Regions from separate parts of the Gossypium hirsutum genome. Here regions 2 and 3 are each linked to region 1. Evidence: chromatin contacts called from public Hi-C data. All regions are on one chromosome and are shown on one strand. Each heading gives the region's core, a stretch centred on a gene start, on an enhancer-like site or on the middle of the called end of the contact. The rest is flanking DNA. Distances are from core to core; before and after follow the strand shown.

The links. Hi-C and Micro-C count contacts between places; a contact is called where the count stands out from the background.
Region 2: a contact with region 1 is called in a Hi-C map of leaf, with 2.8 times the contacts expected there. The contact joins the promoter of LOC107949497 here to the enhancer-like site in region 1. A contact is called at or near these places in 5 of 34 Hi-C or Micro-C datasets (anther, hypocotyl, leaf and 1 more).
Region 3: a contact with region 1 is called in a Hi-C map of leaf, with 3 times the contacts expected there. The contact joins two enhancer-like sites. A contact is called at or near these places in 3 of 34 Hi-C or Micro-C datasets (all in leaf).

What each region holds. Positions count from the first base shown.
Region 1 is chrD03:32,015,937-32,020,035 of Gossypium_hirsutum_v2.1, forward strand. No RefSeq gene overlaps it. Among protein-coding and RNA genes, the nearest start is that of LOC107949499, 29 kb to the left of the region's middle. Within about 2 kb of position 1,490, at least 4 of the 9 cell types and tissues checked have an H3K27ac peak or open chromatin away from gene starts, as enhancers often do. A contact at or near this core is called in leaf, where this site is marked.
Region 2 is chrD03:32,175,148-32,179,487 of Gossypium_hirsutum_v2.1, forward strand. LOC107949497 (probable membrane-associated kinase regulator 2) reads right to left here and starts at 2,603. Exons shown (of 2, transcript XM_016884157.2): 1 at 1,425-2,603; 2 at 891-1,321. The coding sequence starts at 2,418. The coding sequence ends at 1,281.
Region 3 is chrD03:32,225,841-32,229,905 of Gossypium_hirsutum_v2.1, forward strand. No RefSeq gene overlaps it. Among protein-coding and RNA genes, the nearest start is that of LOC121215720, 24 kb to the left of the region's middle. Within about 2 kb of position 2,196, at least 6 of the 9 cell types and tissues checked have an H3K27ac peak or open chromatin away from gene starts, as enhancers often do. A contact at or near this core is called in leaf, where this site is marked.

The DNA of each region.
Region 1 (4,099 bases), core at 240-2,739:
AAGTATATAATAAATTAAAATAATACGACAAACTTGGGGTCAAGGACAATATTATTTACAAAATCCAAAAACTTAATTAAATTGATACAATATTATTTAGATCATTATGGAACACATGCACTGCACCCTTCGGTATTCAACTTAATCAATTAAATTTGTTGATAAAGCCCAAGTAAAGTCAAACTAAGTAAATAAATATGCTTCTGCAGCAGATTTGGGTAGAGAAAATTATAGTTAGAGATAAAATTATTGTTGTTTTCCCATAATGAAAAATGATCATCAATGTGAACCCAATATTTATTTGATAATTAAGGTGTTCATTATTCTAAATAATAACATATACGACTAAATCATGAATATGAGTGTTTGATAAACATCGGCATCAACTAAGCGCTAAATCAGCCAAATTGCATGTTTTATTTATGAAGGGCCAAACGTTTTCCCCATTTCAGTAACGACATTCTTTTGAATTTTACTGACCTTTTAGGAGATATGATTACAATTTTTAATTTTAAATATTTTAAGATTCAAATGTTCGCATTTAATTATTTATTTTTAAACTCAAGTTAACTTATTTAGTTTACAGAAAGAAAATAGATTATTTGTAGTAATAAGACTTGACTATAATATAGGATTTTGTTATTTAATTAATGCAATATAAAATTTCTTAAAAGTAAATTTTATTAAATTATCCTTAATTACAAATAAAAAAGTAATTAAACTACGATAAAGGTTAACTATAAAGATGAAAGAAAAAATTAAAACAATAGTTTACACAAATGCCATAGTTTTTCAACTAATAAATATTTAACAATGAAAAAGATTAACTTAAAATAATAATTAATAAAGAAAGTAAGGCAACATCATCAACAGAATGTAAGGCAAATGTTAATTAAGGTTATCATTATCATAGGAGATTAGGTTATGGTTTATATATTAAATATAGATAAATTCTAACTTTGCCTTGATTCTTTTTCCAGTGAGAGATAGTTATAAACAAGCTTTTGGAGTTCAAGGAAATCAACAGAGAAAATCAACAGAGATAGTTATAAATTCTAACATTTTCTTTTCCTAGAAGAAAATCAAGAGAGAAAATGAGATTTTTTTTAAAATAATAATGAAAGAAAAGCATAAAAAGAGACATTATTACTAAAATAAAAGTAAGCAAAACCCAGAAATAAAAAGAAAAACTATTTTTTTTTAGAAAATAGAAAGAGTAAAAGAGAAGAAAAAACTACATTGATAAAAAATGAAGCTAAAAACACAAATGTCTAGCAGTAAGGAGAAATGGACAGCAAAAAGGTGTGAAATTAGAAGAAAGCAAACTTAGGTCTGGGTATTAGTGTGGTGGAATAGAAATGGACAGCAAAAGGGTGTGAAAATGGTGGGTTTTCCCGATTCGATTGAGATTGAGAATATTAGGGATTTAGGGGTGTTAGTGAAACTATGGAAGTCGACTGCTGTGCTAGTGTGTTGAGTGTTGAGAAAAAGTTTGGTTCTTGGAGGAGAGAAAATAAATTGGGCCAGGTTTAATTTGACCTGGTTGAGGCCCATGGTAATAAGGCTCCGGAATTTTTTTTAAAGCTCTGCTTTTGTTCTTCAATCTTGTTTTTAAATAATATAATGCATCGAAAAATATCCTTAAAAATTCATGGGTTTTGTCTAACATAAACAAATTTTTAATAACCAGATGATGAATAACAGCATCAATATCAGCAACAAAGTGTTGAACTCATTAATGTTAAAGAACCCAAAGCTTTTATTACTCGAATCCTGCAACAATTTATCTCAATTGTAAAACATGGGTTTGAAAACGATGTTTATGTGCAGATTTCATTAGTTTATATGCATTCAATGTGTCGAGATGTAAAGGTTGCTAACGAAGTGTTTAGTCGAATGTTGTCATCGAATGTGGTTTCATGGACGTCGATCATTGCTGGGTTTAATAAAATTGGGGATGTTGAAATGGCACGTGAACTGTTCGATAAAATGCCTGAGTTACCCAGCAAAATTCGGGTAAACCGAAAAAATCGGTTAACCGACCGGTTTCGAACCGAATTAACCGTTAATCGAAAAATTAAAAAATAATTAACATACCCTCGACCGAAAAAATTCGATTAACTGACCGATTAACCGAATTCGGCCGGTTAACCAAATTTTTTCGGTTTTAACCGAATTATGCACACCCCTAAGCACCGGTGGCTATTGAGTACAATGGCTAGGGTTTTCAATTGAGAAGAAGGAGGGAAAGAAAATAAATAAAATAAAAAATAGAAAAGACAATTGAATACGACAATTAGGGTTTTCAATTGAGAAAAATAAGGAAAATTTGAATGGGAAAGGAAAAAAGAATATGTGGAAAATAGATAATCAAATATGAGAAAGGAAAGAGAATAATATATATGGAAAATAGAGATATGAAAAGAAATTTAATATTTTATGGAAAATAGAGAATCAAATATGAAAAAAGAAAGAGAATAATAAAATTGAAAAATAGAGATATGAAAGGGTATTTAATATTTTGTGAAAAATATATCTCTATTTTCCATATATGTGATTCTCTTTCCTTTCCCATATTTGATTCTCTATTTTCCATAAAATATTAAATTCTCTTTTATATCTCTATTTTCTATATTTGTTATTCTCTTTCATTTCTCATATTTGATTATCTATTTTTCATAAAATATTCAATTCCCTTTCATATCTCTATTTTACATAGTTGTTATTTTCTTTTATTTCCCATATTTGACTTTCCCTCTCTCTCTCTCTCTCTCTCTCTCTCTCTCTCTCTCTCTCTCTCTCTCTCTCTCTCTCTCTCTCGTCCCTCTATTTCTCTCTTATATCTCTTTTTTTCTCTCTCATCTCATCTAACTTTATTTTTTTTCAAAATAGTATTTCATCTAAAGATGGTGACACTGACAATCCAAGAAGACAAGAACCACCTATGAAGCAAGCATCAGTCACGAGCTTCTCCCTTTATTTTTTTGTTTTTTTTCCAATTTCGTTTGTTTATTTTCATCTTTTTTCTTATTTCACCTGTTTTTTTTTAAATTCCCACCGGTGCTGCTTAACACACCAATGACACCAAAAAACAGTTTTCTTTTTAAATTTACTAAATTGAGGAAATTCAAAATTAGTGAAATATGCTGAAAATTTAGTAGATAAATTTGAGTTTGGAAGAAATTTGAATAGAAATAGAGTGTGAATTAAATTAGAAAAGTAAATAAATTTAGTTAGGATTAAATTGGAATTAAAGTATAAATTAGATAGAAATTCTATTATTATAAATTAATGTTGTAATTAATAGTATAAATTATTATTATTTTCGTAGCTAACAAGGAACTCGAGACATCGGCACACAAAGGAAATGAGAAGATTATTGGGGAATAATCGAGCAAATTTGGGTTTGTATTACTATAATTCAAATTATTTATTATTTAATATTAAATTTAAATTATGCGTATGGTAAGCAAATAATAAGGTAAGTGACTTTAATGAATTGAATTTGGAAAATTAAATTGAATGAGAAAAGTATGTGTTGGTATTAAATTGTGTTTTGATTAGTGAATGGAAAAGTAAAATTGATATTGAAAATGAATTCTTGAAATAAAAGTGAAAATTGAATTGTGATTATATGTGAATAATTAAAATGCATATTGAATTGAGAAAGTGTATTGAATTTGGAATATGTGAATTGAAAATTGATTGAAAAGCGGAAAATGATTCAATTGAAAATGTGAGAAATTGTGACTGAATTGAGTTTTAATTGAGATTTGGAATACCCTATTAACTAGTTGGGCTAAGTCGGATATAGTTGGCTTGCCATAGGATTTGGAAGAGTACGGGATTTATCGACTTTGCCAATCAGCCACTTTATGTGTCGTATATCAGACACTTTATGTGTCGTATTTTAGGCACCTCGTGTGTCGTTTCAGGCACTTATGTGTCTTATACTGATCAGGTACTATGTACCGTTTTAGGCACAATGAGCCGTAGTAGTGTGTTTGGGTTGGAATCCGTGTATCCATCAAAGTCCAGATTGTTAATAGGGTGAATAACTGAAATGAGGAACTTATATGAATATGATTGATCGTATTAT
Region 2 (4,340 bases), core at 1,353-3,852, 160 kb after region 1:
CGCCGCTTCGATTCTGCCAACAAGAAAAGGTAAGGAACGAACCACCAAAAGCAGCACCATGGATCACCAAGGAGAATTCTAGCCTCTAAAGCTTTAGGAGAAACAAAAGGAAAGAAAAACGAAAGGGGGGAAATGAAACAATACTGATGAGGAAGGTGGGGATGGAGGGAAGGTTGGGCGACAATGGAAAATACAACGGAAACAAATGTTTTTTAATGTTATATGAAGAATAAAATGGAAATTGAGAGAAATTTTAAAATGATAATAATGCCATGTGTTCGTCATTTGGTGCCCCGTCATTTTTCGTAACGGCTTGAGGTAAACTAGTTGACGAAATATCGTTGCAGCTTGAGGTAAACTGATTCCACGCACACCAATTGGGAATACCACGTTGAAGAATGAGGTATCAAATTTAAATACAAAAAGCAAGTTGATTATTTCGTCCACTTGCGGTTCAATCAAAGTCTACCAGGAGTTAAAGTTTATTTTAATTCCTCTACTAAAATTATTGATAATTTAAATAAAATATATCATACTCAATTAATTTACCCATAGTTCAAACTCATGAAAAACTAACCGTAAAAAAAAACTAATATATTTTTGAACTCTTTCAACCACGTAATAGTTAAAAAAATACATGAATTTTCTTTAAGCTGATTGGATTTTTTATGAATTGAGTCGGATTATAATATATTTTATTTAAATTACCAATAATATTTAATAAAATATAATGTATCAATTAAAAAAGAAAATTTATAGAAAGACTAAAATAAACTAAGTCAGTTGATATAGAATTGAGCAAACATGGGGAATAAATTTTTAGTACATAGGCCCATTTCACATAAGTCGTAGGTATGGCGTTATAAGTCATCAGGGCACACTCCTTGGGCTACAGTAATTGTATTATTTATAAGAATAATTTCATAAACCAAGATTGACATTATAAATTGCATGGTCGTCATAATTAACATTTACAATTGTGGGAATTTGCTTGCTGTCTGTTCCTTTTTCCCTGCTTTGGTTCCCCACTTTTCTATTTTTTTGACCATGAATTACAACATTATCCGAAATTAAATTTGGTGATAATAATGGAGCCTGCATTTGCATAACATCCTTTTTTTTCCTTTTCAAAGATGGATACAAAGGATCTGATTCTTCTCACTTTCCCAGAAACAGGAACCCTTCAGCTACAAAATAGTGAGAGAATTGCAAAAGAACCTAAACTAGCTTGCCTTTACTTTACACACACGGGAATTTTTTCCACCATTTCATGCTTCAAATTACTCCGATTTTTCATTAGAGCTTGACGACATGGAAGAATCTACAATAAACAAAAATAATGGTTCAGTAACAGAGATGGTAAAACAAAAAAGGCTGATTTTTTTTTTTTGAAGTAACAAGTAATGAGCTTTTAAATGAAGTACCTGGAGAACGATTGAAAGATCTTTTGCAATGCAAGATGGCGCTTTGAACGCCGTCCTCTTGCTGCAACTGAGAATCATCTCTCCTCTTGGACGAAACCACCGACGACGGAGGAGGAGCAGCCGCTACGGCGGAGGAAGCTGATCTATTACTTCCCAAATGCTTACAAACCACTCTAAGTCCCGCTGGAACATTCACACGCTTGCTGCTCTTCAAGTGCACCTCATTCTCTCCAACTGGTTCTTTAGCCACCGTAGACGGTGGGTTTAACTGCCCTGAAAACTTTAATTTCTCACCGTACCTTCTCGAAACCTTAACATAAAGTGGCTTGACTTTCTTTAAGTATCGTTGCATTACATCTTTGGAGAATCTCTTTTCATCGGAAACAGAACCGTCGGAGCTTTGCTGTTTTTGAGACTTACCGTTGTCTTTGGAGAACAGAGACATTATAGGAACCTCTTCAACCTTGAACTTCACTGTAAAAAACCTGTTCTTGTTGTACTTCTTGTTAGTACTGTCGTTTCCTACTTGCTTTTTTGGCGGCTCTGTTTTTTCATTTGAGTTAAGCTTCGTCTTCTTCAACTTCAACAAAAAAACACGAACCTTAGCAGCTGATTTCAACAATGAGACAGTGCATTGTTGAGGCTTTGACTCCAAAGAAGAGTTCGACTCAACGGGTACTGCAAAGTCGAACTCGGTTTCACTTTCACCATCGGAGCAACCACCGTCAGGTTTGGTATCAACCTCACTTTCATCATCTTCAACATTATCTTCTTCGTTGTCCTCAGATTCATCCTCATCAGGAACTGAAAATTCTAAGTCAAAGAAAGGTCCATCGTCGTCGTCGTCAGTATCCACTGCCAGATGAGTAGTGGCCGCCGTGACAATCGTGGTCGTTGTGCAACCAGAACTGGCGGAGGAACGTGTGTTAACACAAGCATTGGTACCGTCGCTGCCGCCGCCTCGCCAATACTTAAGCAAGCTAAAAGCTTCCATAGTTGGGAGAGCCAGTATAGAGAAAAAGAAGATAAAATTTGAATGGGATTTTTGAAATAGAAAAAGTAAAGTGAAAAAAAGGAGTGAGAGAAAGTGGGAGGGTTTAGGGGTAATGGGAAGTGCAGCAGACTGAACATAGAAGGGGGTAACCTTTTCTCGCAGGCAAGAAGGAAGGAAGTTTAATCTTCTTTTATAAGCTTAATTAAAATTTGTGCTAATATATAAATATAATACAAGTGAAAATCAAGGGTGATGAATCTACAACTTAATTATAACACAATAAATAATTTAATTAATTAATCATAATAAAAACAAGAGTGGTAAATTTAAGGTTTTTATGTGGATTTAAATTTAATTATATGTATATTTTTATTAGTTTTTATTAAAATAAAAAGATTAAAATACCCTCAAATAATATAAATTATTTAATTATTGAAAGATATTTTCATAATTTTTCTAATAAGAGCTTAAATAATACTATAGAAGTATAGATATATAACTGATGTAGATAATAATTTATACATATTACAAAAAATGTATAAAACATATTAAAATAAAGCTTTGATTGTGTAGTAAATTTAATGTTTTACTAATTTGATTAGTGTGGATTTAAATCTCACAATATGCATATTTTTATTGATTTTTGTTAAAATGAAAAGACTAAAATATCTTCAAGTTATGTAACTTATTTTAATTACAAGATATTCCCATAATTTCCTAAATGGGTTGGTGCCTAGTTGACTTATGATCCCAACTCAATTAAGAGCTTAAATAATAGTAAGTATACAAGTATAAATATATAATTGATGGAGATAATAAATTTTGTATATTAAAATAAAGGCATAATACAAAAAATAGCTCATAATATTTGGTTGTTTGGTCACTTTTGCCTTTTATTTTTTTTGGATCACTTTGGCCCCTAATGCTTTTTTTTTTTTGTCAAATTAGTCTATTTTTAACGGACATACTGACGTGGCCGCTAGTTGACTAATGTTCAACATTTATCATTGATGTGGTGGTTCAAATATAATTAAAAGTTGCACTATTTTGTCTTATATCAACAAATGATTTTAAAATTATTTTTAAAAATTATTAAAATGATTTTAAAATCATCATCATCATCTTCATTGTTCCTCATCATCATCCCCGTTCCCCTTCAAAAGCCTCCTTAATCATTTTCTGGGTTTTTGAAACTTGTTTTTAAAATTATTAAAATTATTTTAAAACCATCATCATCACCTCTGTTTCTTCTTCTCCATTGTTTACTGTATTAAAGAAATCTGTTCTTAAAATTCGAAACCTGTTCTTAAAATTCTTACACCAAATTCAAAATTTAAAAGACCTTACAAGACAAGCATAAACCTTTATTATTTTTGGTTTGGTATAAAGGAAGTCATGGCCAAGAGATAAGTTCTGGGTTCATTAACCTTTATTGTTGTTTACAAAAGTAATTACTTATCCAATAAAGAAAATTTGGATCCACTAAACCCCATAGCGAATGAAAACCCCCAAAATCTGCAAATAAATTAAACTTAATTCTCATTTCCTTTACTAACCCATATCATACCCATCCTCATCTCAAAAATTCAAACTCAAACCCAACAATCTAAAACACAAAGAAAGAGCAAAAGAATAAAAAACCCTATCTTATTCCATGAAATTTTTTTTCTTCCTTCTTATTGTATTAGCCATTGATATTAAATCATTATAAAAAGAACCCATATTGGATCTTTATTTTCCCAGATTTGAACCCAAAAGAAAATGCCCGAAAAAGAACCCAGGGATAGATACATATACAACAAAGATAGAAGAAATAGAGAGTAGAAACCAAGAAAATCGCTTCGAAAATGGAAATGATTTTGAAAAGCAAATCGTCAATGAAAGAAAAGTGATGAATGTTTAGTCTCTTCCATTTGAAAGTC
Region 3 (4,065 bases), core at 946-3,445, 210 kb after region 1:
ATTAGGTCTAAAGTGAAATTGGTATAAAAATTGGAGGTTTAATTTGAAAGTTATGTTAGTCTCGGTTTTAAAGACTAAATTGAATAAAATTAAAAGGTCACGTAAATTAGCAATTGAGTGTTATAATGATTGTGTATTGAGGATTTAGTGTATTTATGTTATTTTGTAACTAACGTTGACCCGAATTCCTCAAAACAGAAAGGAAAAGATAAAGTCATCGACAAATAGTTCAAAGTTTATAGTTTGTATTTCTATAACCCAAACCTTTTCAATTATTGTAATTACGAACTGCATTGCGTGGCAATAACATAAGGTAAGTTGGAGATGATTGAACGAGCTGAATTGAATTGATTTGAATTAGTTGATTGTGATAAGGACTAAATTAAATAGAATTGAAAATATGATATATCTTTATAATTGTGAAATTGAATTCAGTTGGAGATAAATTATGCTGTCACATATGTGAATTGATGATTGATTGATGAAATTATATTGTGGAATTGTGAAATCATGTATAAAAGAAATTGAAATAAGGGTGGATAGTGGATATTAGTTTATAAGCTCGGTTTAAGATATGTAAATATATTGAATAAGTAGGTAATGTATTATGACTTGTAGATTGACATGTTAAAATGCATTATAAACTTTATATTATTTTTTAATGTTTGATTATAGAAATACTACTGAGTATACTTAGTGTATGGTTTTGTTTTTCATGCACAAGTTAGGTATTTTAAGATTCGATCGTCGACTCAGCATCCAGCGACAATCCTGAACTCAAGTGTTGGTGATGTTTTCATTTTGGTTTTGGCATGTACCTAGAATGTCTTATGGTTATAATGATCATTTTGGAATTTATTGGCACTTTTGGAATTATGGATATATATATATATCTGTAAGTGTTAGAAATGGTCATGTTGTTGTTATCTTGTTAAAGTAGTTTTAGCTATATGCATAATGGTTTAATGGTTGAGAAAGTGATATGCTAGATGATGTGTTTTGGTTGATAATTGGTTATGGAAATAATGATTGGTATTTATGCTTATAAGTTGTTTAGATAATATGCTATGCAATAAGTACATAAAAATGCATGTTTTATAAGGTTGGGTTGAGATTGCTCATATGGCAAAAATTGGATGTAAATTTGTTGATTGTGCTGAAGTGTCTTCGAAAGCATATTGAAATGAGTTGAATGTGGCAATTTAGTTGATTTTGAATTGCTGAATTGGGGTGCCTTATGAGACATATTTGTATGCCCTAGGTTGATGTTTTTCAGGTTTATAATTATAGCTAAGGTTATCATTTAAGCTGCAGATGATTTGGAAATGAAATGGATATTTTAAATATTGGTCTTTATCATTTTTAAGTTTAAGTATCAATAATTTGATATTAAACAGTTTTAAAACAAATAAAATGACAAAATAATATCGATATTTATTTGAGTATCGATACTTTAAAATACTTAAATAAATATCGATACTCTTATTTTGCAAAATAATTTAAACTAAAGTCTAAAACGTATTAAACATTAGTTTTTTTTACTTAAAAAAAAAGCAAGTGTTAATAGTTAAAATGTAGAACTGTGTATGATAGTGGAAAAATTGTGATATTTAATTACAATGAAACTTTTCAAGTGAATACAATTTTTCATCGTGATTTTGATCCTTTTTACTCTCTACTCCTTTTTTTTATTATTAAAAATTGTGCTTGTGTTATTAATTATTTGTAATTTACTCTTAAGTAATGTGTACTTTATTTTTATTCGATTCGATTTGGAATCTTTCAATTTAGCTGGAATAAAACTTAAAATTAAATTTAGTTAATAAAATTAGACTTATTAACTAAATTTTTTTTACTCAAATTCGACCTGACTGGATAAGATAAAATGACATCAGTTGTCAGCATGTTCTGTCTAAAAATTGATCTCACAGAGTGACAGCAAACCCTTGTTATCCATTCCATTCTTAAAATATTATGGAATCTCATATCTTGAAAATATATAATAATATTTCACCAAAAAATCCATCATTAATAATTCGATTGGTTTCCAATCCAATACTGTTTTGAAAAGAAAGAGTAAAGAAAAAGGTGGTTGTTGTGATAGTAGAAACTTATCCTTTTACAGATGAAAAGGACTGAATTGCAGAACCCAGAATTGGGCAATGCTTCCATTGTAAAATCACATGCGTGATAGTGTAGGGGGGACCTTTGCATTAATCAACTTGTAAAAAGAAGCTTTGACCTTCATCCATACCTCCCTCACATCATATTTCTATGGCAAAGTTCCCTTACCTGAAGGATAATGACTGCTTGATTTCTGGGTTTCATGTTCTTAAATTATTTTAACACACAGATGATTGATAGCAACCTTTCCATGAACTACGGTCCTTGGAGCAACCCCCACTGATATTATTATTACTTCTGCCAACCATGAAAAAGGGTCTCTTTAAAATTGACACAACATTACAAGTTTCCAACCTAATTTATAAAACATGTTCTTCAACAATGTCCTGCAATAGAAGGAAAGTTTCCTGATCCACCAGTTTTTGTGTTTCTCCCAGGGCCATGGGTTGTTGTTTCGGCTTGCTTTTAGGTTCCTAAAAAGGCCCAATTTTAAGGTTCTCCATTTTTTATATATATATAAAATCAAAGTTTAACTCAAAACAACAAAAATCACATAATATATATTAATGCGGGATGAGGAAATTCAAAACTTCCATCCAAAACACACAAAGCATGAAAAGCTTCAAGACAGGTAGATCTGAAAATTTTGGAATTGTAGAATCAAATAATGTAGAAATGAAAACTTAAAGGAACACTTTATTAATAATATAAATGATGAACAATAATTCTAAAAGAATTTAGAAAAAAACTTCAAGAAACGGTAATTTTCTGAAAAGCTTAAAAAAAGCTCAACAATGGTTTTCTCATTTCTGGAAAGCTTCAAGAAAGGTGGTTTTATGGAGAATTGAACAGTAATTCTAGCCTATTCATCCAGACGGTGATTAATATATTTTTATTATCAATTATTTAATTTCATTTAAACACTTTTATTATATATTAATAATATGAATAAAATATTTTTTTATTTTTAAGGGGAAAATTAAAATTTATGAGCTATTCTTGATGCATTCAACATTATTATTCTATTCAATCAAACTCTATAATATTTATATTTTATTTTATTTTTATTATAGTTTTATTCCATTACTCCTATCTATGCTAGTCGCATATCCAAAAAATAAAATAACGAAACCTAATTCCTTTCGCTCATTATCATTTTTTAATTGCTTTCACCGTTCTCTCTTTTTTTCATTTCTAAAATTCTCCTTGGTTGATTTAGAAGGCGATAGTCGGTGGTTGCAGATTGAAATGGTCGTTGGCCAGCAGGTACAAGAAAGCAACATACGACAGTGGAAAGAGCCGGACAGCAGTGTCACCATTAAAGCCTTTTGGCTTTGGCTTTTGTTTTTGTTTTTCTATTCATTTCCTTTATGTTAAATGCAAAAACCGATTCCCGTCCGGTTCAATTGCAGTTTTGATCGGATGGCGATTCAATCAACTTCTTTTTTTTTTATCTATTATCAGATCGATCTACCGATTATTCTGGGTCCGATTCCGAAAACTTTGGTAGAAGAAATTCAATCTACAATTTGCATCCAAATGCACCCATGATTTATAAGTGTTTCGTTGGGTTGAGTTTGAAGTTTCGCGTCACTTATGAATGGAGCAACTATTGTGAATTAGATGAACTGTTTATAAGTAAAGCTACCCAAATTTGATGAGATCAAGCTTGAATATTTAAGTTTCGAGTTTGACCTGTTTTTTTAATTTATAATATTTTATATTAGATTATTTTTATATATTATTTAATTTTCAATACGTTATCAAATAAAATTTATATTAAATATATAAAATTGTTAAATATTAAAATAATATAATATAAATATTTAAAAAATTAAAAATAAATGAGTTTAAATTAATATGATAGGATTTAAGAAAAATTATAGATTTATATATTTGACTAGACTTAAATAAATATAAAATATATTAATATTATACTTA